2 separate regions of the Arachis hypogaea genome follow, and region 2 is linked to region 1. Evidence: chromatin contacts called from public Hi-C data. All regions are on one chromosome and are shown on one strand. The core of a region is the stretch at or near the end of the contact, and the rest is flanking DNA. Distances in the headings are between cores, read along the strand shown. Region 1 holds the start of LOC112715962 (deSI-like protein At4g17486). Region 2 has its middle 27 kb from the start of LOC112715963.

Region 1 (4,479 bases), core at 1,932-4,431:
ATCATTTCCAAATGCATGCTATGCACGTGGCTTGCTTGATGACGACAGAAAACATATTGATGCCATTCAAGAAGCAATTCATTGGAGCTCAGGTCATTATTTGAGAAGATTGTTTGTGATTCTATTGTGATCTAACTCAAAAGTGTGACTTGAAGCTATTTGGGGAAAAATAGCCATGCTATTAAATGATGGAATTTTGCATGATCATAGAGTTATGTTTGGCTTATATGGTAAGAAAAGGATTGCAATAACTAGCCTTTTAATTAAATTTGACATGTTTAAAATGTTGACAATATATTTTCCTATTATTTTTTTTATCTGCCATATGTTTTCATCTTCAATAATAAATAATATTTTTACTTTGTCATCATTTTAGATTTGATTCTTAGTGATGAAGAATTAAAGGAACTAACTTTAATTGAGATTGAGCAAATACTGAACAATAATGGGAAAAGCCTACGAGATTATCCTACGATGCCATTTCCATCACGAGATACCAACCATCTTAGAACGCAAAATAAAATGATATTTGATGAGTTAAATTATGATCGTGTCATATTAGAAGGCCAACACAATGACTACCTCTCAAAATTAACTGCAGAGTAAAGGAGGGTATATGATAAGATCATCAATGCTACAGAAAGTCAACATAGACGTGTATTCTTTTTGTATGACCATAGAGGTACAGGAAAAACTTTCCTTTGGAAAAGTTTAGCTTCCGCACTAAGATCAAATGGACAAATAGTGTTAATTGTTGTATCTAGCGGCATTCCTTCTCTGTTGTTACCTGGAGGTCAGACTGCACATTCTAGGCTTGCCAGACCATTAACTCCAGATGAGTTCTTTACTTGCAACATCAAGCAAGGAAGTCCATTAGCAGAATTAATTGTAACAGCTAAGCTAATTATTTGAGGCGAAGCTCCTATGATGAGAAAATTTTGCTTCAAAGCATTGGATAAGACAATGAGAGATTTGATGAGGTCCAATGATGATAAGAACCTACGATTGCCATTCGGAGGTAAAACAATTGTCTTCAGTAGGAATTTTAGGCAAATCTTGCCAATGATCCCAAAAGGAACAACACAAGACATCGTAAATGCGTCTTTAAACTCCTCATACCTATGGCAACATTATGAAATATTAAGGCTCACCGTAAACATGCGATTGCAATCTATGACTACAGATAGTCAAGTAGAAGATTTAAAGCAGTTTCCTAAATGTATTCTTCATGTTAGAAACGAAAAATCTAAAGGAACCTCTGATAGATGTAATATGACAAAAATATTGCCTGAATTCCATATCACTGATTATAATGATTATATTCAAGGAATTATTGAAGCAATATATCCTGATTAAATTGGTAACATGGCTAATGAAAGCCACTTAAAAGGTCAAGCAATTTTAGCTCCTACAATTAATGTCATAGATGAGGTGAATGATTACCTGACTGCATTGAACAACAATGAATGCAAGACGTATGTTGGTTCCAATACATGTGTTTCCGAGGGAGGTGTCAATGCAATTGAAGCCATCCACACACCGGAGTTTTTAGCAATAATTAGGTTCTTAGGGGTTCCAAATCATGAAATGAAGCTAAAGGTTGGTTGTCCTGTTATGCATATTAGAAACATTGATCACTCACCAGGGTTTTGCAATGGTACGTGGTTGATAATTACAATACTTGGAGAAAAAGTCATCGAGGTAAAATTGTTAAATTCCAAAAATTATGTCGATAAGGTCGTCATTCCAAGAATAACGCTCACACCGTCAGATGTCAGGTTACCATTTAGATTCTAAAGGAGACAATTTTCTGTGATGCTTTCTTACGCAATGACAATAAACAAAAGTCAAGGACAATCCTTGGACCACGTGAGTTTGCTACTCAAAAAACCTATTTTCATACACAGGCAACTTTATGTTGCCATCTCAAGAGTGACAAATAAAAAAGGGTTGAAAATTCTAATTACTCATGATGAAAACACAGACAAGGTTGAGAATGTTGTCTACTCTGAAGTCTTTAGAAATATATGACAATGCATTTAACATCAGGTATTGTTTAAAACTTTCATGATTTATATATATATGAATTTTTGCTCATAAAAAGCAATTTATTCCTTAGATCACATTGTTGTGACTTCATTGCCAATCACAATGCTATATTTCATCAAAATTATTTTCTTATTGCAATTTATATCATAATGTGTAATTTTCTTATATTTAGCTCAATCTTACCGATCGAGCGAGAACATCAAAATCTTCAATTTTAAATACTTGAAATCTTGTCACATGAGATATTAGATATCTTATCATTAAGGGATTAAGACTCATATTGTTCACTTAGGTAATCTTACTCAATCACAATCATCAGAATATATGCCATCTATTTTTTTCTATTATTCATATCATCAAAACATTACTAAGGGATAACAGAATAATATCAACTTCTTCATCTATCATTTTTTTCTTTATATAAATCGGTTCTTAGTACTTTAGAATTTACATATAGTTTTCTAAATCATAATGGTGCTCTTCGATTTTCAACACCAAATAAAAAACCAAATACGTATTCACTTCATCTTATCATATACTACATTTGTATTATCTACGCATAACGTGAGTGTCTTGCTAGTGTATATATATATATATATATATATATATATATATATATATATAATTTAATTTTGATGCATTGTCACTGTAAAATAATTTTACACGTGCATTCAATTACGTTATACCAGCAAAAATAATTACTTTTTACATTGATTGCGTAAATAATTACTTGCATAACTGTGTAAAATATTTTACACTGTCAATACATCAAAATTTATATATATATATGAGAAAGAGAGAGAGAGATTCTTTAATTAATTATTAAAATAATTAAATTTGATATAAAATTAATCAATATCTTTTATGCATACTAAATACACCTCCATACAATAATTGGTTGGTGGATGAAAACTTTTTTAATTCATGTAACATGATTGGTTTAAAGTAAACAATAAAGAAAAATGAAATGATTTTTATATGTTTTGTTTTAATTTAAAAGAATTTATTGAAATGAATATGAATAGATATAAATAACAAAAATAATAGTACATATAAAAAGTTAGTTATTAAATCGGTTATTAAATATTTTAGCATATATTTTATATAAATAATAAAAAAGTAAATAAAAATATAAGAATTTAGATAAATAAAAAATAAATTTTTTTCCAAAAAGTTTAAAGAATTATAAAAAACTTAAAAAATATTTGGCATTTGAATAATAAATTTGCGAGAGAAATAAAATCCTCCAAAAGTTGTTTCTCTAACAAATCCTAAGAAACTGAGAGGATATAATAAGTGTGTGATGAATAATAGTGTGGTACCCAGTTGGCTGTGGAGAGCAGAGACGATATAATAATAGTAATAATAAATGAAAAAAGCGAAAGCTGGGTGAAGAAACAAAGCAAGTTATTCTGGAATTTTCCCTCCGAAGAAGAAGAAGAAGAAGAAGAAGAAGAAGAGAAATTATGCTGCGGAAACTGGTGACGGTGCCGGGGAAGAAGAAACCGGGCACAGTGCCGGTTTATCTGAACGTGTACGATCTGACTCCCATTAACGGCTATGCATATTGGCTTGGCCTCGGTGTCTATCACTCTGGTGTTCAAGGCAATCTCCTAACTAACCCTACCTTTGGCTTTCTTCTTTCTTCAATTTCTGTTTCCTAATTCTGTTTTTTCTGCGAGCAGTTCATGGAATCGAATATGGTTTCGGTGCGCACGAGCACGATACGACGGGGATCTTCGAGGTTCAGCCACGGCACTGCCCTGGCTTCACTTTCAGGAAATCGATATTCATAGGAACAACGGATCTGGGCCCCAAAGATGTTAGGGCTTTCATGGAGAAGCTTGCTCACCACTACTCTGGCAACACCTACCACCTCATCTCCAAGAATTGCAACCACTTTTGCAACGATGTTTGCCTCAGGTTAACCGGAAAATCTATCCCTAGATGGGTTAATCGACTTGCTAGACTCGGTAACCAACACACAATGCTTCTTGCATTTCATTTTCTGCTCGACTCATGATAATTCAAATCCTATGTTTCTCATTCTGGATTTCAGAGATATAGCTAAATGTGTTTTTTCCCATCTGCTTCGGGGGAGTGCATTCATGGTGTCAAAGTTTGCATGACCTAAAGGTCTAAAGTTCCATTTTTGTTTATCCAATAGAATGAATTTTAGCATAAGGCCAATGAAAGCTTATGTAAAATATTCACGCAAAATCCAAAAGAAGTTTTTGCGCAAAGGATTGTATTAGAGATATAATTATTCATAAGGAAAATGGTTTTATGACAATACCATTATCCAGTCCCTAAAAGTTAGGGTCTTTTTAATCTTCACATGTCAAAAGGGTAGTTTACCCTTCAGATTAACCTTTTCTTTCTCGTAGCTCTTACTTGAATCAACTCATTTGTTAATTGATTAATTCTCAT
Region 2 (4,040 bases), core at 1,267-3,766, 76 kb before region 1:
ATGGCAAGCAAGATTTGTATAGCTTCCACTCTTGCACACGTTGTCGGGGGAACTGTAGAACAATACACAACACGATTTGAGGAACATTTTTTGCTGAATAGGTTCAGGTTGTGATTTATGAATCCAAGACCATTGATGCCAATCAAGAGCTGCAACAGCTTCCACTCTCGAAGTGGTTAGGGTTGTGAATCCACGATGGTGAATCTGAATAAGTGTAAATAGAATACCCACAATTAATTGGTCGTCAGATTACTAACTTTAATAAATGGTATTATTATATATTTTATCACTCAAATTCACTAACCATCATAAGAATATAAAAGAAAATTTTTAAAATAAATACTAAGCATTTTGATTTACAGAAAGATGATCATTACATAAAATATATATGTCTTTATATAGACAAAATTTTTCAATAAAATAATATTTTTTTAACTAATACTTAGTTGTATATATTGGTGGCACAATAAAACTTGTAGAATTTGCTTCAAATTGCATGTTCTAGCTTGCTTACTAATAATTAAGGCAATATCACAATATTAAGTAGTAGTTAATTTTGCTTTAATATTTTCTAAAGGAAAAGTCTAGGGCTAGTATATTATTGGTAGTCAAACTTTTAAACTCATTTTTTACTATAACTTCAAGATAGTTCCAAGTTGTTGTGCTTGATTTATATTATCTAACAATTGGGTTTTATGAAATATTTGTAGAATTAAAAAATGATCTACTTGTGTTAAGTGAGGTTGAGTTAGTTGAGGATGTGATTAGTTATGATAAACTCGCAGACCAGAATAGTAATAAAATAGCGGATTAATTATTCTGTTGGTATTTTTAATTAGATTTTCATAATATAAGAATTAGTAATTAAGTCTTTATATTAGACTAAAACTTTTAATTACATTTTTTTATTTTTTTATTGAAAACATATTTTTTTTAAATCCTCCTTTTTGTATTTGATGTAAGATGAAATATAAAATATTTTAAAAACAAATATTTTAAATATTTTTTAAAATAACAATTAATAAAAATTTAATTACAGATTTTTATTTGATATAAAAATTTAATCATAAATTTTAAACGATAAATATCTGATTAAAAATTTAATAAAATTATAAAATCTAACAAAAGGTAAATAAACTTAAAATAGCATACATCATTACAGAGAGTATCTAGAACAATACAGTACATACATGTTAGTACATGTTAGCTTGGGCAACTCACCCAAGAATTTGCCTCAGGTTTTGAAGCAATCACCCTAAATTAGACCTAATTTTCACTGCTTAACCAACCAAAAGTTCAGTGACGTAAAATCCCAAAATTGATTGTGCATACATTTCTAATTTCTCTCTCTCTCTCCCCTTTTTTATATTTGGGGCAAGAGGGGACAATTTTTTACTTTTTGGGCTATGGGCCTACCCAAAAATGGGTTTGCCAAAAAGCTAGTGCAAAATTGTATAACACTTATTATAAACTCTAATAAAAACAATTTATTGATGTCAGATTTGAAATACACATTAATGACTGACCAAAAAAAAAAATACACATTAATGTAGCTGAGGCTTGGCTCAGATGAAAGATTTGTAAGCCTCTCATCAAGTTGCACTCAGGATCGATTTCCAGCAATAGCTGGGTATAGTGTGCTTGAGTATGTATGTCCAAAAATAATAAAAAAATACACGTTAATACCGTGAGTATATGTGAAAAAAAGAGATTTTCCTTATTGATTGACAATATATAGGGCTTAATGCTGGTGAGATAGATTTTTGCACTCCAGAGAATACGAGTATATAGCATGTGCTGGTTAGAATCAGGATGAACTGGTCTATTTCGACCCCATTAATAAAAAACTGATCATTTGACCTATCTGGTTTATAGTAAAAATACTTTATAACGAATTGTTTAAAAAAAAAAACAACTCAAAAATTGAATAACCGATTAACAGTTAACTGGTTTAAAATAATAAATCACAAAATAATCAATTTTCTTAAAAAATTATTGAGAAAAAGACAAATAGAACATTGATATTTTGATCCACTGACATTTAAGTCCTCAACAATTTAAAAATACATTTAAGTCTCTAACTTTTTCAAAATCTAGACATATAGATCCCTTATATTCGCTTGGGTCTGTCAAACCTAACAGAAAAATTAAACGTGGCTCTTGTTCTACTGAACTGATTGATACGAATGCAAATGTAAAAGGATTTTTAAAATGAGACAAATTAGACTCAGAAATCAATGTGTTGAGATTTTGAAGAGGTCAGACACTTTTTAAATCCGCAAAAATTTAAATGTCTAACAAAAAAATCAGAAATTGATTTATCATTTTCTCAAAATTATATATTATATTCAATTTAATTCCGATTAAACACCGATTGAATTTTTGAATCCTTAAATCTCTAATTTTACTGGATCGGTTTGGTTTTTAGAACATTGCCTAATAGAGAGAGTTGTTAATTGACAGGGATATTTGGGTGGGCTTGAGCAAGCAATTGAGAAAAGTACTAAAGCTGAATACACCATACATGTGATTTTGTTTGCCCGTGACAAATCACATAAAGAACCAAAACCTATTCAGCTGGGTACTGTTCTACACCATACATGACCAAACTACAAGGTGCATGTCCCCATCCATAAATATGAACCATTCCTTATGCTTATGCTATTATTCTTGCTCACTGTTGTAAAACTCGTCAATTATTAACACTGGTTCAAAGAAGGAGGAGGGAAAAAAATCACATTACAAATAAACTACATCACAATAAATAATGTTTAATAATTTATATGACATTAAAAATTAGAATACTATGGTTGCTACAAAGCTACGTTTGTCTCAGTTGTGCTTCAGAAGCTTGTTAGCATTAGGATTTAAAAGTGATGGCAGACAATTGAGCACAACTTATGCATCACAGCATCAGCAACACCCGTGGCCCATGAAGATGGGAACTAGTGGTCGCTGAGGGGATCCAAAGGTCATGTTATATAACGATAAGAGTACTTATTTTTATTTGTTCAAATTTATGAATAATAATTAATAGACACTCATATAGTGATGTACCAGATAATTGTATACTTTAATTTTTTTTTATGACATACAAAAGCATGGCATATGGCATATATATATATATATATAATAAAGCTTTTTGGATAAATTTATAAATTATAATAATATTTTAATATTTTATTAATATTAGAATATAAATTAATCTTTTAAAATATTTTTAATATTTTTTAAATTATATAAACTATTTAAAATAATATTTGTATTAATAAATAATAGTATATATTATTTATAAAAAACTCATAACAATAATCTCAACTAAGAATAAAATTGATGATAAAAAAAGATATTTTTTAGGATGAAGTAATATTTTGGTCCTTCACGTTTGGACTAAATTTTAATTTGGTCTGTAACGTTTCAAACGTTTTATTTTTATTCTAAAAAGTTTTAAACAGGTTTAACGTGGTTCTACCATTAAATTTGACACTAATAGTTAACGAAAGAGATAAGTATTGTTTTGATCTCTAACGTTGAGAGTCAGAATCAAAACCGTTCCCAATGTAATTTTTTTATTTAGAATTATCCTTAACGTTTTTTTGTATTAAAATCATTCTTTTTACTAAAATTTTTTATTTTATTCCTAAACTACCCCTACTTTAATAAAAAAATTATAAAAGTTTAAAAAAATAAAAGAAAACGCATTTGGGGGGTCGGAGGAAGGAAAAGGGTATATGAAGGGGGAGGGGAGGGAAAGGGGGAAGGGGGAAGGGAAAGGGGAGGAGGGGGACGGCTGCGGCGAAGCTTGGAGCCGCAATCGCCGTCATCGTGGCCGTCGCCGTTGGGAATCGCGAGGGAGAGAGGAGACGCGAGCTCCTGCTGCTGCTGACCTCACCGCCTCGCCGCCTCGTCGCCTCGCCGCCTCATCTTGCTTCTGCTTCTTGCTTTCTGCTTCTGTATCTTGTTTCTGCTTCTTTGCTTTCCTGATTTTGCTTTTTGATCTGCTTGTTGCTTTCTACTTTTGCATCTTGCTTCTACTTTTT

Evidence for each region. A called contact is a pair of places that touch in the nucleus more often than the background predicts.
Region 2: a Hi-C map of an unstated tissue shows a contact between it and region 1, with 10 times the contacts expected there. The contact joins the enhancer-like site here to the promoter of LOC112715962 in region 1. A contact is called at or near these places in 4 of 8 Hi-C or Micro-C datasets (leaf and an unstated tissue).

The regions. Positions count from the first base shown.
Region 1 is chr10:93,491,715-93,496,193 of arahy.Tifrunner.gnm2.J5K5, reverse strand. LOC112715962 (deSI-like protein At4g17486) reads left to right here and starts at 3,181. Exons shown (of 3, transcript XM_025767804.3): 1 at 3,181-3,654; 2 at 3,735-4,022. The coding sequence starts at 3,516. It overlaps LOC140175706, which reads left to right and starts at 1,366. Exons shown (of 1, transcript XM_072204244.1): 1 at 1,366-1,797. The coding sequence starts at 1,366. The coding sequence ends at 1,797.
Region 2 is chr10:93,567,482-93,571,521 of arahy.Tifrunner.gnm2.J5K5, reverse strand. No RefSeq gene overlaps it. Among protein-coding and RNA genes, the nearest start is that of LOC112715963, 27 kb to the left of the region's middle. Within about 2 kb of position 2,516, at least 3 of the 3 cell types and tissues checked have open chromatin away from gene starts, as enhancers often do.